2 separate regions of the Anas platyrhynchos genome follow, and region 2 is linked to region 1. The links are chromatin contacts, called in public Hi-C maps. All regions are on one chromosome and are shown on one strand. The core of a region is the stretch at or near the end of the contact, and the rest is flanking DNA. Distances in the headings are between cores, read along the strand shown.

The links. Hi-C and Micro-C count contacts between places; a contact is called where the count stands out from the background.
Region 2: a Hi-C map of skeletal muscle shows a contact between it and region 1, with 2.3 times the contacts expected there. The contact joins the promoter of NRP1 here to the enhancer-like site in region 1. A contact is called at or near these places in 3 of 8 Hi-C or Micro-C datasets (liver, skeletal muscle and subcutaneous adipose tissue).

Annotation. Positions count from the first base shown.
Region 1 is chr2:144,667,409-144,673,403 of IASCAAS_PekinDuck_T2T, reverse strand. NRP1 (neuropilin 1) reads left to right here. Exons shown (of 17, transcript XM_027450533.3): 13 at 1,076-1,213; 14 at 3,936-4,207; 15 at 4,707-4,800. Among named protein-coding and RNA genes, the nearest start is that of ITGB1, 65 kb to the right of the region's middle. Within about 2 kb of position 3,548, at least 4 of the 8 cell types and tissues checked have an H3K27ac peak or open chromatin away from gene starts, as enhancers often do. A contact at or near this core is called in subcutaneous adipose tissue, where this site is marked.
Region 2 is chr2:144,775,542-144,781,536 of IASCAAS_PekinDuck_T2T, reverse strand. It overlaps NRP1 (neuropilin 1), which reads left to right and starts at 3,761. Exons shown (of 17, transcript XM_027450533.3): 1 at 3,761-4,221. The coding sequence starts at 4,155.

The DNA.
Region 1 (5,995 bases), core at 2,299-4,798:
ATAGCAAAAGAACACAATTGTTCCCCCAGAGCTGATAGTGAAGGGAGCACAGAGTCCTTTGTTCTCAGTTCATATTTGCACAAAGCATCTCGTTAAATTAAACCTAAGTATTTTTCCTTTAAGAAGGCGCGAGTCATGTCTGAGAATAGACTTCAGAATTTGGTAACATTGCCATAGAAAGGGTATTGCTCTAGTGGGAGTTGCCATTGCTCAAGGTGAGGTAAAAGTTCATACCAGTGGGGTAGAAATCAAAAACCCAAAAGATTTCAAAATGGTTCTGAAAATTAGAAATAGGGGATTTATGTGCTATCTTTGTATAATCTTCCCAACCAAATTCCAAGTTGTATTGAATAAAATAAGCTACTAGGTATTAAACCTTTGGGCAGAATTGAAAAGAAGCTGAAAACAAGATATGATCTCATCCTGACCATAATACCAGACTTCCCTTGTTTTACGTGGAGCTTGTTTTGAAGCTTATTTTCAGTTCACTTGGCAATCAGCCACATTTGTCCCTTTTCTGTCTCAATTTGTCCATTTCAATGCTGCCATCTTGTGGGCCTGTTTGTCTGGAAGATGCTGAAATACTGTTTCTCACTGAAGCCACATGCTATACATTTCACCAGAAATCCTTTATGGACAAGGACATTCCACTAGTGTTCCTGACTTTTCTTATTTTTATCCAAATCTTATTGTGATTTGTTGCACAGTTATGGTGCAAATGTGTATTAACAACCAGTGAATGTATCTGATAAGCCAGAGCTTTCTTTTTGAGTCATATATATTACAACAGAGTTACCAGACAATGTGGGCAAATCAGATGAATTAGTCTAATGACATAATATCACAAAATATGGTTCATAAAAAGACAAAAAACAAAAGTAAATATCTCATTTACTAGACATAGCCATTCTTCATCTTTTTCCTAGAAAGGCTGCTTTTGTTATGGCTTCTCAGACTCTCAAGTGGGAACGACTCCCTTAAATATCAAATAAATACATTTGGTATTGAAATGAAAAATCTGAATAATGCAATTAATAATCATACTTCCTTCCTTCTTTTCTCTCTTTTCCTGCAGAGTTGCCAATATACAACTTCAACTGTGGGTTTGGCTGGGGATCTCACAAGACTTTGTGCCACTGGGAACATGACAACCAGGTGGATTTGAAGTGGGCAATTCTGACCAGCAAAACTGGTCCAATTCAAGACCACACAGGTAATCATGAGTTCATGATTTAGGCATTTTACATGGGAAGAAGTTGTTCTGTTTTATACCAAGATGCCTTCCAAAACCGCAGGAGCATGAGTTATACCTAAAATATGTATCGTGGGAAAGATAAGTCTGGGCAAACTGATCCATTATATGTAGACACAACTGACCATAATTGTCCCTTCTGTTGGGGAATAAAGATCATTTATGGTCAGGAATTGAAGATATTCCCTCCTTCTGACTAGACTTTGGATAACTGCCATCCAGGATAGGGAAAATAAATAAATAAATAAATAAATAAAAAGAATAGCCAAATATTCTGCAAATATAACTTAAGAAATGATACCATCCTGAACAAACCTCATGAACTATTCCTGTTTATAGTTACTGTCTGCTACAGAAAGGTGTTGCAAGTAAAACTTCCCCGATGGACTTGTTTCCATGTCCTCTTCCTCTCCAACAAGAGTTGGTGAAGATTACAGTGATCCCTTTGCTCACACAGAGTTTTTCCAGAATTATTACCCTGGGAAATCGATTGGTTGGTTTTGTAGTATCTAACTCATGGCTTTGCATAATTAGGCAATAAATATGCTGCTGGCTAGTGGAGAAGGGGAGGTAGTGTGTGACCTGCACAGCCTCTCACTTCAGTGTTCTCCCTTGCATACATGAAGATTAATCAAATGTGTTAGAGATGAACCCCCCCTTCCCACTTCTGCAACCCCTTTGCCTAATGAGAATGACAAGGAAATTAGACAAAATTGGACTTTTTAAATTCTGAGACATTTTCAATTGAATCTTAAGACAAGTACAGTAGTTTCAGAGAAAGAAAAAAAAAAAAAAGAAACTTATAATACTTTGACTATAAATGGCATTGTACAAATAAATGGCATCAAATTAACTAAATGCAGTTAGCTGAAGTGAAGGCTGTAATGGTGGAAAAATTGATGTAAAGTAAAGTGAAATGGCTCAGTAGGATCTGACATTGAAAGGAGGTTAAAAGCTACGTTAGCCAGAGACTGACAAAATCTAAAAGGCATGCATAAGTAAAGCTCTAATTAAGACAATGAAGACAGAGTTCCTGACCCAGCACTGCAATAATATTCTGGAAATGAGAGCTATCTGCACTTTGCCACCAAGGATTATAGAGAGACTGAACCTGTCTTCAATCAAGAGATGAAAAAATGATATTTTTTCAAATGAGATTTTGTTGTTTCTGCTGGGCCCTGCTTGTGCAGAAGGCTTATCCATTCCATTAACTGTAACTTCAATAAGTCTTCCAGGCAGCTCCTTTTGCTGCTTGCTACACTCACTTTCAATATTGTCCAGAATTTTCCTTCAACTCCAAGGGCACCTTCACCTGGCAGATTTGCCATCTGGGTGGAGTGGGTGCAAACACAGACCACAAGCAGCCTGTATGGCACTGCCATCCCAACCACACCCCTCAGTGTGGCGTGGTTGGGATGGCAGTGCCATACTTCAGCAAAGCCACCTTGCACGTTGGCAGAACAGCAATGAGCAATCCCCAGGTATATCTTGCTCTCAGCTTTACTTGCATAAAGCTGAAGAAACTCCACAGAAGTGATCTTCAACAGCAATTGCTTTATGACAGCAGGATATTCTATACACCACTTCAAAATGTACATTATGATTAATTTTGGCCAGTTGGGTCATCTGAGATTATTTTTCTTTTTTCCTCCCTTTGGATTTCCCTATCACCATTCTTTGATGAGATTTGCACACATGTTGTGCTGCTCTCTACACAGAAGCAAAGTTGGAAAGAACATATAGGCAAATAAATATGCCAGTAAATGCTGTTTCCATCCTGTTATGTGACTATATCATGTATGCAATTTCCTCACCCACAACAGGTGAACTTTGTATTTTTCTACCCTAATCCTCTGCAAATAGGCTGTTCAAGAGCTGACTGAAATGACTGCTTTGCTAGTGCAAATCACAAGCGCTTCACTGTAGTCAGTATCTCACTTAGCATCTTGTTACCAAATCACATTCCCCCCTGCTTCCCTCCCGGTGTGATTAAGCAAATGATTTTCAAAGTTAAGGGGATTCAGTGTTCAGATTTCAACATGCATAGATCCATTCTGCTCTTCAGAAAATACCAAACATAATCTTAATCTTCTGGAAAATGGCTCACAAAAATATGTGAGCCCAATTTATTACTGCCAAAATCCAAGGGAATATCTCTGGCACCATTTGTGACAATAGTATAACTCGATTTAGGAACACCGTTTAGATTTCAGTTCCTGATCTCAGACCATAGCTGCTCACAGCTATCTTATTCTCCAGTGCTCCATTCTAACCTTGCTTTCTCAAACACAGACTAAACAGAGATTAAAATAGCTCTTTGCACAATCAGTGTGGAGCACGCCCAGGGGATTTCTGCCAAGCCTGCTGCATGAGGACTGGCTCTCCTTAAGAGGTGCCCACTGACTACTGCAGCATACGTTGTCACACTTGAACATGCTCTTGCATCCTTTCCTGAGCAATTCTTGGCACAGGCCATCCTGGCGAGCACAGGAGACAATGGCCAGCAGAAATAAACTCTCCTTGGAGCACGTGTGCTTCCCCAGAGCTCTCAGAGCACCGCCCTCAGCTGTGAGACTTGGCAGGAGGCAACATGAGCACGGGTGGCTGTGACTGGGGTTTATTAGGTAAACAAAGAAAATGACATTTGGTCACTATTCCTAACACAGTCCTTCTGTCACAGCAGGAGATGGCAACTTCATTTACTCACAAGCTGACGAAAGCCAGAAAGGCAAAGTTGCCCGGCTGCTGAGCCCCGTGATTTACTCGCAGAACTCTGCCCACTGCATGACTTTCTGGTACCACATGAGCGGCCCGCATGTCGGCACCCTGAAGATCAAGCTGCGGTACCAAAAGCCAGACGAATATGACCAGGTGCTCTGGACCCTGAGCGGGCACCAGGCAAACTGCTGGAAGGAGGGACGTGTTCTTCTGCACAAGTCTGTGAAACACTACCAGGTGAGTGTGGCTGCTGTTCGCTACACTGACAGAGATGATGCCAATAAGACCTTGCTGGTCATGTTTCATACGCCTTAGCAGAAAATGTCACTGGAGGATTTATGTAGACAGGTTTATACCTACAGATGAGGTGCTGCTGCTGTGACAGTAATAATAGTGGCATATTTCATGGCATCTCAGATGACAGTGATACAAGCAATTTGTTATAGAAGGCCAAATAAATACATTAGAAATCATTTCTCATCTGTCACAAAACTGCATCCTTGCCACAGTTTTGCTGCTGATATAGAAGACTTCAGTGAAGTTATGGCATTATATACGTTCACATTTGCATGTGTATGTTCAGAAAGACACAGTGCTGACTGACAGGCCACAGTCAAAGTATATGTAACATGGCATCGTGACAACTGGAGACGTGTTAACAGCTAATTAAAATTTCTTGAATGCTTCAATTGTGTGTTAACATGAAAACAATGTGAAAATTATCTTGTTTTGCTAGGTGGTTATAGAGGGAGAAATTGGAAAAGGAAATGGAGGAATTGCTGTGGACGATATTAATATTGACAATCACGTAGCACAAGAGGATTGCAGAAGTAAGTACAAATAGGAAGAATGTATTGATATCTCATCCAAAATATGATTTACTTAGGTAGCTGTTTGTTTTTTTGTTTGTTTGCTTTGGTTGTTTTTCTTTGTTTATTTGTCTGTTTGCTTTTTCTGTGAGAAAGGGACACATAATTACTGCCTATATCAGAAACTTTGCACTGACAACACCCTGATCTGGTCCATAGCTTAAGTCATAGGCTGACCTTTGTACTGCAGTGATGCAATCTGTTGGTTCAGAACTGGCACCCTACTGATGGGTCACAGCATGTTCACATCCTCACATTTCTCCCTGTGTTTTTATTGATGTACTCTTAAAATTATTCTGCTTTTCCTAACGCTCTTACCTGCCTTAAGTAATGCTCAAAATTCCAATTTAATTTCTTCACCCTTTTTAGATCATTTACCACTTGAAGACTATCCTAGTTTTTTTTATCAAACCCACATTGGATGTGCAAGCATGGTGCAATGGCCCCTGACCTGTCCTGTGCTGTTCTGCAGCACTGAGGTTGCTGTGCCTCGTTTGCTACAGTCACCAGCTCCCAGACATATATCACTGAGTAATGTTAGATCATGGCCTGTTCCACATCTGAGCCAAGCTGTTCTTGAGCCACTATTTCAGAGGTTTTATTTCTGGCCAGTCTTGAGCTATTCCAGTCACTGCTGATCATATCTGCATCGCATACTGCATGTAATTTGGCAGCAGCACCCACAGATAAACACAAGAAACTGAATCCTGTCCTTCATGATGGAGATTAAGCAATGACTTTCACATAGGAGAGGAAATAGAACTGAGAAGCTTCGGCATCAGAAATATAAACTTACGCCATCTGAGTTGGCAGCACAACTGAGAACAATAATAGAGGGTGTTCCTCACCCTTTGTGGCTAACAGCCGTTTGGGGATAACATGACAGGCTTCCACTACATGGTAATTTCATTGCCAAATAAGAAGACTGTACAGTCTCTTTATTGTTCAGTCCATCTCCTGGGGTTCATCCTAGGCTACCAGAGTGACTGTTACCAGGAAGGAGAGGCAGGGCATGCTGCCTGATCCTTCTGCGGTGTCCTCCTTTTAGAAGCCAAAGCCAAAAGCTCAGTCTGCAGCCCAAACACGAGTGGTCTCGCTGCAGTCAGTGAAACTGTTCTTGTGATTAACTATGCCTTCACTGATGAAGTGTTATGGA
Region 2 (5,995 bases), core at 2,512-5,011, 110 kb before region 1:
TCAAGGCAAATATTTTTATGGCTGAATTATAAACTTCCTGAGAAACAGGTTTATAACAGAAGTGCAGACAATCTTCAAAAAAAAACATAAGCACCAAGTCAAATTATAAAGCAAAGATGGGCCTGAACCCAAACCCCAGAGCCTGCCACTCCATTAGCTTTTACACACACTGGATTCAGATTCAGTCTTTGTAACACTAACTCATCTTTGCCATAAAATCCCATTACTGACGTGAAAATGGAGAGCTGAACAAATATGTAAGCAGTTGCAGGAGCAGGACCTAAAATACCGTGACTAAAATGTGAGAAGTGGATTATAAAAAGAAACTTCTGAATGTTTCAGTTGATGCCAGTTTATATTCAAGATGATTAAAGATTAAACATTTTCAGATAAATATGTGTAAACCAAGGATAGAATGTCTTCGCTCATCATTTCAGGGCAACTCACACATGGAAGATACATGCGCCTGTGTCCATGAACCAGAAGGAAAAAGATGGGTAGAAAAACTAGACCAATGCCATTCACATCATGATAAGAAAGAACATTAATGAAGAACATTAATGTACCAGACTCTGCTATACTTCCTAGGCTTTGAGAATTCAAGAGGAAAAAAAAAAAAAAACAGTCCTGGTGGGAAACCCAGAATGTCCACAGAGTGCTGAGGAAAAGAAGTCCTCCTTCGTGGGCCACAACAGAGGCCATCCCTGTCTGGTTGTCTTTGTGGCCTTGTACACTTCTCTATGTGCAGGAGAAGGAAGCGCTGATACGTGAGACCTGAGCACACTGAAGTAAGCCTTGGTATATGGATTAGCAGTTACTAGGGAGGCTGAGGTGATAAAAGCAACTTTCATCATTAGTCTTACAATTTATCACATTGTACCATCCTCACTAATGTACATGTTCTGTCAGTATTTAAGTATTTAATTTTTCTTTCAGATAATGGAATATCTTAAAAATGCACACTAGCTAGCAGCACACTATGCCCACATCTGCAGAAGGTGACATTTTAATCTGATATGGAAACAAATGGAAAAAATGCCACTGTTGGTTAGTTTGTTGCTTTGTTTGTTTGGAGCATCTTTACAACAGGGAATGGGTATTCCCTCTCTTCAGATCCATAGATACCACCCAACAAGATAATGTTAATGATGGCAAGAGAGCCATCTGTAATTCACAATACACACAGTCTCTGGGTATCTACCTGCTACTTTTCTCTTACAAAATTAATAGTGGCTTCTGAGACTGTTTTTTGTTTATTTTTAAAGCTAATATGTATGTATACGCTTGCATATACACCAATTAGCTATCATCAGCAGGTAACTTCAGAATTTAAAAACAGATGTACTTTAAAGTGTATATTGTCACTCAGTCGATGCAGACTACGATGTGCACACATTGGACAGGACCAATTTATCTCAAGGACTGTCCAGCAGCATGAGAGTTTTAATAATCAGAGACCACTGTTACTTCTCACCTTCTCCCTTATTCTGGTTACTTCACTAAGAGTAAAACAGAAAGAGGGCTTAATGTGCTGCCCAGAATGTATATATCCCAATCAATCACAGAAGTGCATAGGTATTGTATGTGACGATCGAGAGACTGCCTAAAGACAGGGAAATGAGCCTGAAGTAAGTCAGTCTGACTATCTCCAGCCTGCCTGGTTTCCAGGCAAAGAGCACGGCCTGTCTGGAGGCATGGACACATGGACATGGGCATGGATATGGGCATGGCCATGAGCAAGGTCGGAGGTTGAGGAAGGAGAGGATGAAGTGTGCAGAGAATGTAACAGGATCAAACTGTGCTTTAGTGCATGATATTGCAGAACTGCAATCACAGAGGAGAGCAGGAGTGGCTGGCAAAAATTCAGAAAGTAGTGATGAGAGAGTGTGCAGTATGAAAGCAGCAGACAGATTTCCTACAGACTTAATCTCCAGACTTCAGCTGACCTTAAAGTCGGGGCTTCAAAAGGGCAGCGAGGGAGAGTGAGAGTGGAAGGCTTAGACTCAGGGCTGGAGACAAAAGGATGGAGGAGGCTGAATCTGTGTACGATTTCTGAACACAGATGTAACACATTTGTAGTTAATCTGTGTGGCTGCAGACTTACAGCTATGTTTGAAAATTATTTCAAACATGGTTACATCTTCAGAGCAGACAGAGATTTACTGCTGTGGCTGCACTGGTGGGGGTGACCCTGCCCCAGCAAAGCCCGGCTTTTTTCCCTCTGCATCCTTCAGAAAGCCTCCTTGCAGAGCAGGTCCTCTAACAGGCCCTTTTTCTGTCGAAGCATTAACAGTTTTCCTCAGCTGTGCACCAGTTACAATTGTTTTCAAACTCTGCTGTGGGAGATGAGAGTGGCTGACATCCACTGCTGGCCGCAGGTCATTTTCGTAGTGCAGACCCTTCTTTGGGGACCATTTAACGCCGTGTTTCAGCTTTCAGCCTTCAAGCTCTTCGTCTAACCCCTACCCCAGTGACCGAATTGCCTCCACGCAGTGGGAGCTCAAGGCGCTCCACATAAAAGAAGCGGTCAGGTTCAGCTAGGTAATAACTCCCAGGGTGCAGGGGCAGCCTGTAAGGCAGGGCAATGGGGCACGGGAGGGACGTGCCCCATCGTCGGTAAGCAGGCAAATGCAGCATGATTTGAAGCTCACTGGTGCCCATCCGCTGGTGCCAGCTTGGAGGGATTGCTCAGAAGGCAGATTGCCCTCCCTGATGTGCTACATAGCCTCCCTGGGGAGCAGGGGGACCCTGGCCACTCCTCAGCTCCTGGGGGAGATGGACAGACTGGTGACAGCCAGACTGGGTGACAACGGGGATGGGAAGGAGGTTGGGAGGCAGAGGGTGTGGGAAAGTGCCCCCCCCCCCGGAGATGCAGGTGGGTCCGGGCGAGCCCACAACCCGAGGCTCCCCCAGGGGGTGCGTCCCCACAGCTCAGCCCCAGCAGCGCCGCCAGCACCCCGCGGCTCGGCAGGGCAGGGCATGGCGGTGCCCCACGGGGGGACAGCGGGGGCTCGGCGGGGACACGCGTGGGGCTGGGGAGGGGGTGGGGGGAAGGAGGCAGGGACGGGGCGCCACGGAGGGGAGTGCAGACAAGGGATGTGGGCGTGGGGGCACGGCTCGACACGGCACGGCTGCGAGGAGCCACACAGGAGCCAACGGGGCGCAGGTGGGTGCCCCCGGCCGGCTCGGCGCTACCTGTCGGGGCGGGGAGGCCGCTCCTCTCCCCCCCTCCTTGATCACCTCCGCGGCCCCCGCCCCTGCTGGGTGCCAGGGCTGGGGCTGTGCCCTGTTTGTTCGGCTGCTCTTCCGCGCTGCCGATGTCTTGGGGGGCTGAGGAGGAGAAGGAGAAGGAGGAGGAGGAGGAGAAGGAGGGCGGGGAGGGGGAGGGGACTGGGGCTTGGGAGACGGCGGCTCCTCGGCCTCTCTTATTGCCGCTGAGTTGCGCTCCTCTTCCTCAGGCTGCGAGCAGGAGCCGCCCGGCCGCTTCCCCCTTCCCCGGCCGGCCGGGACTCCCCGCGGCAGCGCCGCGCCCGCCCGCTCGCTCCCCACCGGGGCAGGTGAGTGCGGGGCCGGCCCCAGCCCCAGCCCCCGGGCACCGCCGGGCACCGCCGACCCCCGGGGAGCCGCGGCGGCGCCGCATCGGGGAGCGGGGCAGGCGGGGGGGGCCGCACTTTGCCAAACTCCGGCGCCCGTCCCCGTTCACCGCCGCTCTCCTCTCCTTCTCTCCCCTCCGCAGAGCACTCCCCGGAGCCCGCCCCGAGGTGCAAGCAGGAGCCGCCGGGATTTTTGTCTGTCTTGTTTGTGTGTTTGTTGTTTTTTTTTTTTTTTTTTTCCTTTTTTTTTTTTTTATATCCACTCGCTTTCATTTGGCTTTGTAGTCTCGCTGGGAATGGCAGGGGCAGCGGCGCCTGGAGAAGGAACAAGTGTGGGGAAAGGGAGAGGGAGCCGGAGCTGAATGACAGGATGCGGGCGACTTGAGGCACGGAAAGAGAAGCCAGCCTCCCTCTGCCCCGGGGACTGCCCTTGCGGACCGTGCTTTCTGCTCCTCGCTCCGGCCGAAGGATTTAAGACCTAGGAAGAGTTGTGCGTGGAGGGCTTTTTTTTTTTTTTTATTGTTATTATCATTCATCCTCTCCCTGCTCTCGGAAGGGAAAATGGATTGGGGACTTTTCCTGCACTGCGCAGCCCTCACCTTCACCCTCGCCGGGGCTCCGCGAAGCGGTAAGTGCCACGGGGGGGGGACGACTTCGGGTCTCAGCCTGGGGAACCGAGGGCTGGCGACGGGGCCCGGCGGCCCCGGGGCCGGCCCCGACCCGCGCCCGGTAGCGGGGAACTTTGTACCCGAGGTCGGAGTCGGCGGGGTCCGAGCCCCGGTGCCCCCCGGCCGGCTACGGCCGCCGACTTTATTTTCCGCTCTTTGGGGTCGTCGTATCAAGCGGGGTGCCCGTTCTCGCAAGCTCAGGACGGCCAATTACCTTCGTAGTGGTTCCTCCCATAGGCAATTAAATAAGTCTCGCCTCCGATATCTGAGAGATAATGAGCATTTAGAAAGGAAGGCTCTTTCTTCCCCCTTTCTTTTTTTTTTTCTCCAAAGCGTAGTATTTCAGAGTACCGTGCCTGCTACTAGCTGTCTGTGTACCTGCGGGCAGACCTCAGACGGAGAGCCCTCTCGCCTACCCCTTTGCGAAGTCTGCAGTTTACGTGCAACTTGCACGGTGCCAAGAGAGAAGCTGAGCCTCTCTGTGAAGGCTCAAGACTCTCGTCTCAGAGAGAAATCCCGTAACACATGACTGATGTAGCTTAGTTTACTATCTGGCAGTCCTCGAAAACACAACTAATTAAAAGCACCGCGCTCCTCCTTGCCTGCACAATGCCTGGGCACCGTGAATCTTCTACTGCATGATGCATTTTTAAAGACGGTCTAATTGTAGGACTGCTTGACGTTTAGCTCTCGCACGCGAAACAGCTCGTGTGAGTTTTCCTTTCCCGGCAGATCCTGTGCAATTATTATTAACTAATTATCAAATATTTACTTTTGCCTGACTGGGTTTTCAATCAAAGTAATTAAAAGAAGAGAGCACCCTCCACTTAGGCTGGTATATTGTTTTAATAAGAGACCGCAAGTGGAGTGTCGTGTAACAGAGAGTATTAAAATTGCGTGTTTTATGATGGAAGTTAATCTCTTTCCCAATATGTTTTGAGGAGGCTGCTTAATTTAATCTGGACGAGCCTCCCCCAGCGCCGTGGCACGGGAGTGAAGGCGTCAGAGGCGTGCGCCGAGCCGGGCACGGGGATGCTCCGGGAGCGCTTCCCTCACCCCAGGCAGGTGGGGGGCACGGGCAGCCACCCCCCGGTCCTACATCATCCAGGAGTGCCCCAAGCCCTGCACCCTATGAGGGGCATCCTGCGTTCCTGTTGTTCATTTCTTCCCTTTGGAAGAAGGGGAGTGGGGCAGGGTGCTGGGCAGCAGCCTCCAGTATGAGCAGTTAACGTGGTGGCCCTGCTGGTGTCATCCAGGCCATCAGCCTCCTCCATAACCTCCCAGACCCACTGATGCCACCTTCACCTACGTCCAGCACTAGTGTCTGCTAAATTAATTCATTAACCTTATTTAGAGCTAATGGTCCAAAGTCATTAGAAACTGCTCTTCTTAATCAAGTGTGAGAGAGATTGCACAGAGCCAGGGAGTCTAGCAGACCGCATTATCTTATTACACTGTCACTTTCCCAGAAGTCGCAGATTAAGGAGCGCTGGTGGTAGCAAGTCCACCTTAGTGTCCTCTGAAGTGACTCTGTCAAGTGACTAGAAGCAGCACTGCTTTATTTCAGGCATTTAACAGATGCCAGACTCTGCCATGTTGTTTGCAGGGCTGGAGTGGGCTTAATGAGACAGGATCACTTTCCGAGTGTGCTTACACAGGGAGGAAAAGGCAAGATTCCCTGAGAGCCCCAGACAGCGGATTAGCAAGATCACCAGTGACAGCTTTTGAGCTTTG